Regions from separate parts of the Mus musculus genome. Here region 2 is linked to region 1. Evidence: chromatin contacts called from public HiChIP or PLAC-seq data. All regions are on one chromosome and are shown on one strand. The core of a region is the stretch at or near the end of the contact, and the rest is flanking DNA. Distances in the headings are between cores, read along the strand shown.

Evidence for each region. HiChIP or PLAC-seq counts read pairs in DNA pulled down with a chosen protein or histone mark.
Region 2: an H3K27ac HiChIP or PLAC-seq map of embryonic fibroblasts shows a contact between it and region 1, with 6 times the contacts expected there. The contact joins two enhancer-like sites. A contact is called at or near these places in 2 of 484 Hi-C or Micro-C datasets (cortical neurons and embryonic fibroblasts), 1 of 115 datasets of contacts at active chromatin or transcription factors (embryonic fibroblasts) and 2 of 9 other capture datasets (embryonic stem cells and liver).

What each region holds. Positions count from the first base shown.
Region 1 is chr5:31,626,857-31,632,405 of GRCm38.p6, forward strand. The region is part of intron 7 of Rbks (ribokinase); the gene reads right to left. All of the region lies in intron 2 of Gm38424 (a long non-coding RNA gene), which reads left to right. Among named protein-coding and RNA genes, the nearest start is that of Mrpl33, 16 kb to the left of the region's middle. Within about 2 kb of position 3,430, at least 145 of the 459 cell types and tissues checked have an H3K27ac peak or open chromatin away from gene starts, as enhancers often do. A contact at or near this core is called in embryonic fibroblasts, where this site is marked.
Region 2 is chr5:31,980,968-31,987,223 of GRCm38.p6, forward strand. The region is part of intron 7 of Babam2 (BRISC and BRCA1 A complex member 2); the gene reads left to right. It overlaps Gm52770 (a long non-coding RNA gene), which reads right to left. Exons shown (of 3, transcript XR_003955739.1): 2 at 1,889-2,040; 3 at 883-946. Among named protein-coding and RNA genes, the nearest start is that of Gm52770, 15 kb to the right of the region's middle. Within about 2 kb of position 4,269, at least 102 of the 459 cell types and tissues checked have an H3K27ac peak or open chromatin away from gene starts, as enhancers often do. A contact at or near this core is called in embryonic fibroblasts, where this site is marked.

The DNA.
Region 1 (5,549 bases), core at 2,180-4,679:
TCTGACTTCATTCCCCTTTACTTTGACCTTCCCCAACAGAACAAGACAAAACAAAGAAGGAACTGAACCTCAGAGATAGTAAGGCATCACTAGTAAACTCGAGAGAGCACCCCGGTAAATCAGCCCATTATGTCACCTATCTGTGGGCAGGAAGGAAGGGTAGAAGGAAACATCTCAGAGTTGAAACAAATCTCTATTTTCTTTAGTATCTGGGGAACTCTGTGCTTTCCTTAGGACCCTGAATACACCATGCTGTGCATTTTAGGCAGAGGCCTATAGTCAGAACAACTTGTAAACTCTTTGGGGTGGGGTCTACACTTGTGCCTGCTCTGTCTCTTGCCTGCCATGCCTGACCAGTCTTGATGTTGACCTAATCGTTCCAGCTCCACCCTATTCTCTCCTAAGCATCTCTTCCAAGGTGGCTGGCTGGCCCTGAGTGAGGCCCCGAGTGAGCTGCATGTGACTCTCTTTTGTGTGAGGTCAGGTTGCCACGGCTCAGAGTTACTTGATATTCTCATTGTTGGCTCTATTTATACCACAAGGCTTTCAAGTGCCAATAAATTACTTGGCTGTTGATTCACATTTTTAGTATAACTATTTTTATACATTGGTATGATTTTTTTTTAATGGAAGTGCTTTAAAAGTGGAAGCTGTATTCTATCAGTGATTTTCCTGTAAGTAAAGTACTTTCCAATCAATCATTCTTGGCATAATGGAATATATCTCATTGATAGAACTTGATGGTTTTAACCTTTTATTGAACATTATTTTTATGCCAAAAGGGGTGATGGCATAACTTACCCTCCTTCCGACAGTCACCCACGTGGCTAGTACTCCTTGCCTTCTCAGAACATTTCCCCCCTGAGGGCCAGCTGCTTACCCACAGTACACGTGGCATTCTGCACTCTCTGCTTTCCCAAGGCTCCCCAAGTTCCTGTGTTCTGAGACATTCTGTGTGGAGGCAGCTCTTGTGTCAGGATGTGAAGGACAGTAAAAATGTCCAGTGCTACATAATGAGGTTCCTGGGGGGGGGGGTGGCAGTGTTTTATTTGTTTGCTTGTTTGTTTTAATGACTGAAGTGGGAGGTCTGAGCCTACTGTGGGCGCTGTCACTGTGAACAAGCCATGAAAAGAGAGCCAGGAATCAACACTCCGTCATTGCCTCTACTTCAACTCCTGCCTCTAGGTTCCTGTATCGAGTTCCTCCATGCTGGGCTGTAACCTGTGAGCCAAATAAAAATGCTCTCCTCCCTAGGATGCTTTTGGTTGTTGTGGTTATCAATCACCTCAGCAGAGCAGCACACAAGGGCTTGGTGGTGTGGGGGGGGAGGTGGGTTTTGAAGGCTAGTGGTGTAGGCAGCGCACTGGCAAAGCTGCTCGGATGGCTTCAAGGCCAGGACCTGAGAGGGGAGAATTTTGACAGACAGGGCCAAGCTGGATTGGGGGGAGGGGGGCTCTGCTGCTGGGCCTGAGGCAGTGTTGCTCTGTGGAGGCTGCTCTCTTGTTTCCCTCCTTCCTTTCAGACCACCTTCTCTGGCCAACACCCCACGTATCCACTCCCTCCTCTGCTCCCTGCCTTCCTGGGGCTCTTGTCTAAGATCATGGTTCTGTGCCATCAGTGAACTGACCCAGTTCAGACCCAGTCTCTGAGGGCTGTCTGATGAAGGTGGGAGCTGGGAAGGAAATGCTTAAAGATGGTAGACTACTACCCCAGCACGGCACCCTCACTTGAACCACGAGCTGGCTGGCCGCAGTACCTGGTTTTCTTTTCTTCCCTCATTGTCAGGCTCTTCTGGGCCTCCTGGATGTTACTTCTTGGATGTTCACTAGGATCCCTGGAGGAAGGCACAGTTCAAACTGTGCTCTATGTTGTGCAAGTTGCATTGCACCCGAGTGCCTGTGAGTGAGTGAGTCACACAAAGCCGAGAGGCCATGCAGTGAGGCATCTTGTGATTTTCAGTGTCTTGGAGGCCTGCAGCAACCCTGTGCCATCCTCAGGTTAAAGCTGAGGAAACTGATTCTCCTTGGTTCAAGGCATGTCAACAACTCTTCGATATTTAAAGAAAAGGCAGCGCTCACAGGCACAGTTTTCAGCGAGGTCATCTGTGTGGGACTCCAGTGACATAGCAGGACTGCCACCTCTTTATGACCTCGATTGTGCTAGGGTGTGGATGACCACTTGCATGTAATTCTGCACTACAGTGGCTCAAGTTTGCTGTGGAAACCTTACAGGGAAGGCAGACATTGCTTAGTCTTGTCTAGGGAAGGGTTTAGGAAGGACAGGCGGAGAGGCTTTCTTGACTGCCTGTGGGAAGAGCTTGTGTCAGGGATAAACACGAAGATCATGAATCTCTCCCTGTGCCCTGCATGCGATACCGTGTTGGTTACTTTTGCATCACTGTGACCAAAGAACTGAGTAAAAGAGGAGGAGAGGGTTGTTTTCCTCATTATTCCAGGGCTGGGGCAGGGGTCCGTAAGGACAAGAAAAGCACTTCATGGTAGGAGTGTGTGGCTTGACATAGCCTTCAAAGGCCTGTGCCTAGCAACTCACCTGCTGGCCTGGCTGTTTGTCCTCCAGGTCCTCTGTGCCACCCCCTGGGGGACAAGCACTCAGAATGTGAGTGTGAGGGGACCAATTGGATTCAAATCACAGCAGGTACCATTTCCTCTATGCTTGCCACAGGAGCAGAGAGTTTGAACTAGATTGCCTCAGGCAGGTGTGGGGGAAGAAGGGGACAACAGAGGAATTGTTGTTTTCAGGGGATAAAGGCTGAGAAGGACAATCAGAGACTCTTTACTGCTGAGGGAGGAACAACAACCAGGAGGGACTCAACAGGAAGGAGAAAATGCAGGAAACTGAGGAAGGTAAGAAAGATGGAGAAGATGGGAGGAAACTGGCCATGGCCAGAGCAGGCCTGGGGGTTTCAAGCAGGTACTGTCGTCCTGGGAGTGAGAGGCTGAAGTGTAACAACAGAGATCAGAAGTCACCAGAGCTGAGGCTACCTGGAAACTATGGGAGGGAGGGAGGGAGGGAGGGAGGGAGGGAGGGAGAGAGAGAGAGAGAGAGAGAGAGAGAGAGAGAGAGAGAGAGAGAGAGAGAGAGCACATGCCATTCTAAGAATGCCTCATCTTACAGGAGGGGGGTACCAGCAATGAAACAGGCTTATAAGAGTCCTAGTTTGTCAAATTCCAGATGACAGAAAATGGGTGAGTTGGAAGGAATGACAGATATTAAATGTGGTTGGGAAAATCCCCAAGGTAAAACACTTGCTGGGCAGCACCGCAGCTCCCGGGTGATCTTGCGAGAGTGATGTCAGCCCTGAGGCTTCATCTGTTAGGAATCTGAACCCACATGGCATGATTCAGAGGCCAAACTGCCCGAGCCACCCGAACAGAGCCCCCACATTCCTCCTGGATGTCTTCACACATTCCATCTGACAAGTAGATACCACTTGCTTTTCTTTTCAAGGCCTCTCCCTCCATAGAGCTATTCAGAGCCCACACTGCAGGCTGAATTCCTTAGTCTGCTTGTGGTTTCAGAAATGGCTGAAACATGATGACACACCATTTCTTTTTCAAGGATTTGACTAGGGGCTCAGGAGAGAGCAGATGTAAATTGTCAGGGTCCCCACTACCTTCTACATGGTGCTGGGGGCCAGATTTGCTCTAGAGCACTCGGGTCAGCCCTGCTCTCTGCATTTGGTTCGGAATGGAATTGCCTTCCAGGGATCATTTTAGGGAGCTGCCTCAGTTGCTCTAGGCTGGCCTGGCAGTCAGGCCTACCCTCCTCTGGCACTGATGTCTAAGCATACACTTCTGCCTCCTTCCCCTGTCCAGGAGCTGAGGCATGAGAACCTGATTGGGTTTAGGCATCCCAAACTTCAGGGACACCATGCAGAAGGACCTTTTAATCTCTCTTCAGTCTCTTTGTTACCTCAGTCATCTTTTAGGGATGGTGAGTGGGTTGCCTTCTCACTTGTATTGAAGCCTCTCTGCCATTTGAAAAACTCACAACTGAGATGTTTTCTCAAGTGGAACCATGCACAAATGGGGTGGGGTCAGACAGATCCAAAACCCCCATTTGACTGATGTACTGGTTGTGTGATCTCTGGCAGGTTGTTCAGCTTTTCTGCATCTATTTACCTGTATGATGGGACTGTTGTAGCTACTAATTCAGACAATGTCAGGGGGTCCAGGAGAGCCTGGCAGAATGGGTGTTCAACACAGCAGGGCAGACTACATGGTATATCAGAGGCCATTTCTTTTACATGTAGTAGAAACTCATGACCTAGATGAGTGGGGGCAGACAAGGTTCCAGGAACAGAAGGGGTCACCATCATAGGGACTCCATCCTTTGAGAGTTAGAGCAAGGTTGATTTTCTGTTCCCAGCTCAGAGGAGAAGAGTCAGAGGGCTTGGAAGGGGTAGAAGCTAGTATCCTAGAGCCCCTGATTATGCAGGCCAGGATGTAAAGAGCTCCAGCAGTGGCCATCAGAATTTCCCCGGAACTTTGACCTTCACTCCGCTGTGGGCTAGGTGAGGTTCTCCATGAACCCTTTAGTGAGTTCATGAGAATCTGAAAGGAAATAAACCTTGAGACCTGTGATTCATGTAATTTATGTCAAATAGCCCAAAGAGTTGTTTGTGAGCTTTGAAACCTGGGGCTGAGAACATAGCAGAACAGGCTAGGACATGCCCGGGCAGGCCTGTCGTTACATGTCCTGACTGGCCTAGTGCCTCCCTATCTCCCGCCCTTCTGACAGTCTGTTAATGTTTAAATGGACCAATCATGTGAAACCGCGCCAATTCCTCCCCCAGCCCCACCCCTTTTCTATAAAAGTCCCTAGCTTCCAAGCCTCAGGGTCGAAACCACTGTCTCCTGCGTGAGATAAGTTTCGAACCGGAGCTCTGCCATTATGGCTCCACCATGTGGTCAGCACCTCTGTCTCCTGCGGGAGATACGTGTAGGCCTGGAGCTCCATCATTAAACTACCTCATGCTTTTACATCAAGATGGTCGTCTGTTCGTGATTCTTGGGTGCGTGCCGAACGAGAATTGAGTGGGGGTTTCCCCACTAGGTTCTTTCAAATCAAGTAACGGGAGTAGAGTGGACAGTCCTGGGGTCAGTGCAGAACTGGGGAAGCCAGGCAAGGCTCAGACATCCCTAGGGGATAAGGAGCAGAGGCTTTAGGAAAAGTCAAAGCCAAGAGAGGTGGGGCTGGAGATCGGCTCAGAAAGGGGGCTTCCCATGGCAATGACCGACATCCTGGACCTCCACTGCACTATAGCTTGGTAGAACACTCTGCTCTCCATGGCTGAGCAGATGCTGTCACTGCCAGGGAGAGTTGGAGCAGAGCTCAAAAGGTGGCTGAGCAAGCCTGGGCTAAGAGTCTCCTAGCAGCCCTGGAATCTGAGGTCAGGGCTCATCGTGGTGAGCAGAGCCATCAGGCTTCAGGGTTCCCTTCCCCATGTGACGGGTCAGCTCTAGCTGCTGGGGTGAGCAGGGAAACTCAGCTGAGGACTTTTCTTTCATACAGGGTATGGGTTCCCA
Region 2 (6,256 bases), core at 3,019-5,518, 350 kb after region 1:
GGCCATTGTTCTAAAGCCAAGTCTATAGGTCACTCTCATTTACTCTCTCAGGTGGCTCTACAGTCCTCCAGTGGAAGGTTGTGATAGATTTAGCTCCTCCATTCTCAGATCTCAAGTATTGTTTACATGTTTCCTCTCATGGGTCTGTCATTGTTTACCTTCAATCCCCTGCCTTCCAGGGAGGCTGGCATCACTTGGATAGACCCTGCCAAATAGATTTGTTATAGGTTGAATCTGCTCAGGCAATGAACACACCTACAACTTAGTAGTTTGAGAGCATACTATGAGGAAACATCTAGAATATGACTCCTGGAATTAGTAACAACCTGTGCTAACACACATCTATATCCACTAAAAATGCTGAGAAATGGAAGTTCTGATATGAGCCTGGGGTCTTCCCTGGTTGGCTGCAAGCTATGTGGCAGACTGTGAATACAATAATGCTTTTAGCTGTCAGGTGCCCCAGACATTGTGGATGTCCCCTGTGCTCCCCTTTGTGACTGTGTCTGCACTGAGATCTCTGGGAGTGTGTGGAGAATACCAGGACTACCTGGAGTTAAAAGAGTGTTGAACTGAAGAGCTCCATTTTGTGTGTCCTTCCATGGGAGTGTGGGTGACATCACTTAATGCCCACTGCTACCATGAATGTACTATTTACGCATTCACCTCATAACAGAAACGGGACCGAAGAATCATGTCTTAGCTGTAATAAAGTACATTTCCTGTTATACTCTGAAATTGTTCCATTAGTAAATTTTAAGTGTTTTGGCTTTAAATACTTAAGAAAACAATGATAATCAAAATTTCAAACAATCAAAACAACCATTTTGAAAAAAGTCACTATACCAACCTCAATAATATTTGGCCAGTGAAGCTGGCCTTGGCCTTCATTACCAGAATCCATTCTTTTCCTGACTAAGCTTTTCTTCCTCTGTTTTGTCCAAAGCTGTTGACAAGAAAGAAAAAAAGGAAGGAAAGAAGGGAGGGAGGGAGGGAGGGAGGGAGGGAGGGAGGGAGGGAGGGAGGGAGGGAGGGAAGGAGGAAATAAGCGCTTTCTTCTGAATTTCAGGTCTACAAGCCCAGTTCGCCCAGACACTAGGTCCCTGTGCTCTGCCTCACACATGCCCAGTAGCCTTGCCTGGGAACGGTGAGGCCATCATTATTGTCACGGCTGGTGTTAGTTACCTATTTCAGAGACCTGAATAAGAAGTGTTTAAAATGATAGGGTTTTTTAATTAAAGATAATAAATAAGTTCTGCTTTTCCAAAGCAACTCCTCAGTTTTGTGTAGACGGCTGCTAATGGAACTGAGCCTCACTATCTGCTAGGAAGTGAGCTATCTTCTGAGATTAAAGCGGCAGTGACAGGAACCCATACATCTTCTAAGGCTAAGTGCTGACTACAGTTAGCATCCTCAGTGCGTCATCACTCCAGATCCCACCTGTTCCCTTTCATCATGTTTTGTCCTCAACTTTCTCTCTGCAACCTGCTACCAAATATAAGCGCCTCCTTCTGCTTGCCACCGGGCCTCAGGAGGAGGATGGTTGTCAATGGAGAGGTGGAGAAGTGGGTCTGCTGCCATCCTGTCTGGACAGTGGCAGAATGTAGAGAGGGCTTCTGAGAAAACACTACCTGCAGCCCTGGCACTCTGGCTCCGTCCTCCTTCCCTTCAGCATTGTTCAGCTCCTTGACATGAGCGTGGTCTGACCCACTGGGCAGCTGCCAGGAGTTGTGGAGAGGGATCATAAGGGGCTTGAAATGGGAGCAGGGAGGTCAATAGGCAAATAAAATTATATGGATAATTTGGCTCATAAAGGTGGATCAGGACTGCTGAACATCCGCGCTGGAGAACACCAATTGCTTGTTAACTGAGAAGACTAGATGGGTACCTTCTCCTTCTGTGTGCTTGACAGTGTTTCTCATGCTGGGCACCCGTTGGATAGTTGGTCCTCTGGATCTGCAGCAGAACTAGCTACAGATTTGTCTCCTTCGGCTCCAAGAGAATCTCTGGAAGGCGTTTGTATTACCTGGGTGTGCTAATCTGGGACAGAAGGAAGTAGAGGCTCACTGCCTGGTACTACAGACAGCTTATACACATTCTACAGATGATGTTCAAGAAAGGCTAATTCCAACATTAGCCAAAACTGCATGCACGCCAAACCAAAACAACAGCAAAAATACCGACATTCATTTTATGAACTGCTTAATTGCCCATGTTAGTCACAAAGATCAAATCACTGCACGTGCTCCGCCTCTAAGTGCTGTTTTCCATGCTGATGAGCACGAGCCAGCTGTCATTAAACATCAGCCCTAGCACAGTATCCTAAAGATATCAAATGTGACTTCTCAACGTCCCAGTTGGGATTGTGGCATCTTACGTTAGTGCCCGGATGCTTTACTTGTTGGGCACATGTTTTTAGTTAGCTGGCAAAACGTCAGTTGATACAGGCCCATCTGTGTTAACTACAGATTCTCACATGTTGTAAGGGTCCCAGAGCCAGACCTGCACTGCTGCTAGCAACATAGATGGAGCCATTTTGGGTTAGCTTGGTTTCCTAACAGAGCCTAAAGAACCCAGAAACTTGTTCATACTCGCTAGGTAAGTATCTTCCCACTGATCTGGGTCCCCAGCAGTGTCTAAAATGTTTGCAAGCAAATTGCTTCTTTGGTTTATTGGATTTAAGACTTTCACTTCTAATGCATGATGTTTCTCTCGGGACAGGTTAGAAGAAAGTGGGAATCTAGCTTAGTGGTAGACTGTCTACTTAGTACAAGTGATAGTTTGTTAAATAAAAACATGAACCAATGAGTTTAGGCACTGGCATCAATAAGTAAGTAAAAAAAGAACCATGCCTAAGGATGTCAGGACACTGCATGGGCCTCTGTGGATAGCCCAGAGCTCCAGAAACTTAGGAGATTTGACTGGAATGTCATAGGGAAACAAACAGTCCCATGCTAAGTACAAGTTAACAGGAAGACCAACATTTTGTTGCTTCATTTTCCTATAAAGTTCTGGGTTGCTGAGTAAAGCAGAATTCCAATGCTTTGACACACCACCACATTGTTAAGATAGGCAGGATTTGATTATGGGAGAACAAGCCCCCAAAATGGTCATTACACACACACACACACACACACCCTAAGGTCTCCCTTGCTTCCTTCTCAAGGCAATGTGTGGTTGCAATTCCTCCATTTGATGTGGTTCATCCCTCGGTGCCAAACAGGGTAATGTGGGAAAATGATGACACAGCAAAAAATGAGGGTGGCAGTGACCTGCTTAGTAACAAGAGAAATAAAACAGATCTTAGAAATTGAGGCCAAAAATACCTGCTTCTCCACACAATAAGGAGAAAGAAACACAGAGTTTTTCTGTCATAGGAAACGACTAGGCTCTGCCAGCAGCTGGCACCTTATAGACCAAGCAAGGGCAAGCCAGGAAAGCCACAGGCTGGTTGGGGTAGGTGAAAAGGCAGCTGCCTGAGAAAGGGTGTGGGTTCTGTAGATCAAGGGTGTGGAGCGCCAGGGAAGAGAGAAGGGAAGCCAAGGCTGCCTTCCGGCCTAGGCACGGAACATGCTTGCAACATTTTATCATTTCAACACCATGCAGGAGGTGAGGCCTAAAAAAGCGTCACAGTTTAAAAGAAGCAAAAGATGTCCACGCAGGAGTGGGTTCTATTTATTTACAACTTTACGGCTGGACAGCTTTTCTACTGTGTGGTTTGTGACTACCCAAAGTGAAATTTTTTGAGTTTCAAAATTATCTCTTTTTGCACTGAGAAAAGAGCATATATGATTCATCTTAATATTGCCGAGGATCAGTCAGCAGCTAACAGCTAGTATTTTGGGTGGGAGGCAGGCTTCTGTAGGCAGCTTTTTCACCTAACATAGATGTAAAAAACACCAGAATATGCCTCAAGCTTCGTTCGGAATCATATAAATAGCTCGCTCTTGCACAGTTACAATCTAATGCGATCGTAAGAACTCCCACGGTTCATGAAGTGCCTGATGTGCCCCTCACCCAATGCCTAAAGAAGTCGATAGAGGAATGACACTAACTACCCCAGTGGGGTACCAAAGACACCTGACAAAGGGGCCTGCTTTTGTTTCTGCTAACATCCTCATCTTAGGCTTTTGCCTGTGTTTCCTCCTGGATGTTTCTGTTTTGGTTTTTTTTTTTTTTTTTCCAGCCTCTGTAAAACCCTCAAGTCATTCTGAGTCAAGAGACAAGCTATAGGCACTGGGCAGATCCAGCCAGTGGCTGGTAACGTGTGGCCCACCAGCTCTGAATAATCTTTGCATTTTTCTGGTTAGAAAAGCATTTAAAGAATGATGTTTCATAACTTGTAAAAACTGTATGGAATTCAATTTTCTGTAGTCATAAAGTTGCGTTGGTGCATGGCCATGCACATTCATTTACACATCTTCTAAAGCAGCAAGAGCAATATTTATTAACTGACTGTACCAAAAATGTTTACTAACCCCAACACCCTTAAAAATCTTCCTTTCCATAGTAACTATTTGAGGAAAAGAATACAGACATTTATAGACTTTGAATGTTTATTTGGGAAGTTCAACATTGTCATTTGACACAGGTAGAGTGTCCTCTATCTGAAATGTTTGGGACTAGAGTGTTTCAGGTTTGTTTTTCAAATTTTAGAATATTTCCATATGCATAAAGGTCTATATTTGAGATAGGATGCAAGTCTAACAGGAAATTTATTTATATTTCATATGTACCATATACACAGAGCCTGAAATTAATCTCATATAATAGTTTTAATGTACCTATGGGTTTGTGTCTGTGTGATGTGTTTGTGTGTGTATGTGCGTGTGTGCTTACATATACACTTATGTGTATGTATGATTTATGCATGATAAGAGACCAGGAGAGAAAGTCTGCCTTAATCTCTTGAAACAGGGTCTCTGACTCTACCTGGATCTAGACTGGTGGCCAGCAAGCTTCCATGGTTCTCCTGTCTCTTTCCCCTGCAGCACTTGGGCCACAGGCATGTATGGCCATACCTAGTCTTTATACGAGAGCTGGAGATTTGAACTAGGGTTTTCATACTTGCCCAGCAAGCTCTTGTAACCCCTGACCTATCTCCCCAGTCCTATGCCTGTGTTTTAACTGTAACCCATTCTGTAAGATTGGGCATGGAATTTTCCACTGGGAAATCAATTGGCACTTATAAAGCTTCCAGTTTTGCAGCATTTTGGATTTCAGTTTTTCAGATTAAGGATATTCCATTTGTACTACAGATATTTATTGGAAACCGAATGCAGCTTGCCATTATTGTTTTGGGTGTTACACACCTAAACAAACTCAGCAAAGTTCCCCATTCTGAAAGAGTTTGCCTTCTAATAAATGACAGTCAGGAAAGTCAGTGACAAATTAGCATAGCAAACAGAGTATCTGTCAGAGGTACAGGCCTTAGGAAGAAGCAGGACAGAACAGAGAACAAGCAGAGGTAAAGAGCCTCTGTCAGAGACCTCAGTGAGTGCCTGGGAAGCAAACAGTGAGGCAGTTCCAGACTAGCAGTGAGCCAGGTGGGCGATGCTGGAAAGTTGGGAATGGCTCCTTGGGCTGTAAGAGGAGAGACAAGGATGGGTAGCTGAGGCTTTTCATTCAGGAACTAAAAGGCAAGAGTTGCTATTACTAAATTAGGCTTTGCTGAGAACAGTTTGCTCGAAGTATATTATCTATATCAGACTATAGTATAACTCTGATCTAGAGTTATAAATTTGGAAATTGTCAGTATAAAGGGAAAAGTACTTAAGTATTAAGGTTGCTTGGTATTCATTCTAAAAGCCTGAGTTCTTTATCTCTAGGATCTTTCTTGCTGTGTGTATGTGTATGTGTGTGCGTGTGTGTGTGTGTGTGTGTGTGTGTGTGTGTGTGTGTGTATTTAAACATGGTCTTTCTTAACCTCAGATTTTGTTTCTAATTTATCATGTGTAGGCATCTGGATCTATCATTGTTTTTCTTGCTTCTTGCTAACTAGGTACAGCCTGACTGGCTAGTCTGAAATAGGAGTTATGCCTGCCCCCTCCTCTATGTCTCTGTCTCTTTCTATCTCTGTGTGTGCCTGTCTGACTGTCTGTCTGTCTCTGTCTCTCTGTCTCTCTCTTTGTCTCTCTCTCTCTGTCTGTCTCTCCCCCCACCCCCAGTGGGACAGAAGGCTATTATGTATGGCCCAAGACACATGGTCTTCCATCTACAATAATTTCTAGCTTTTCATATATCATTGTGCCTTGTT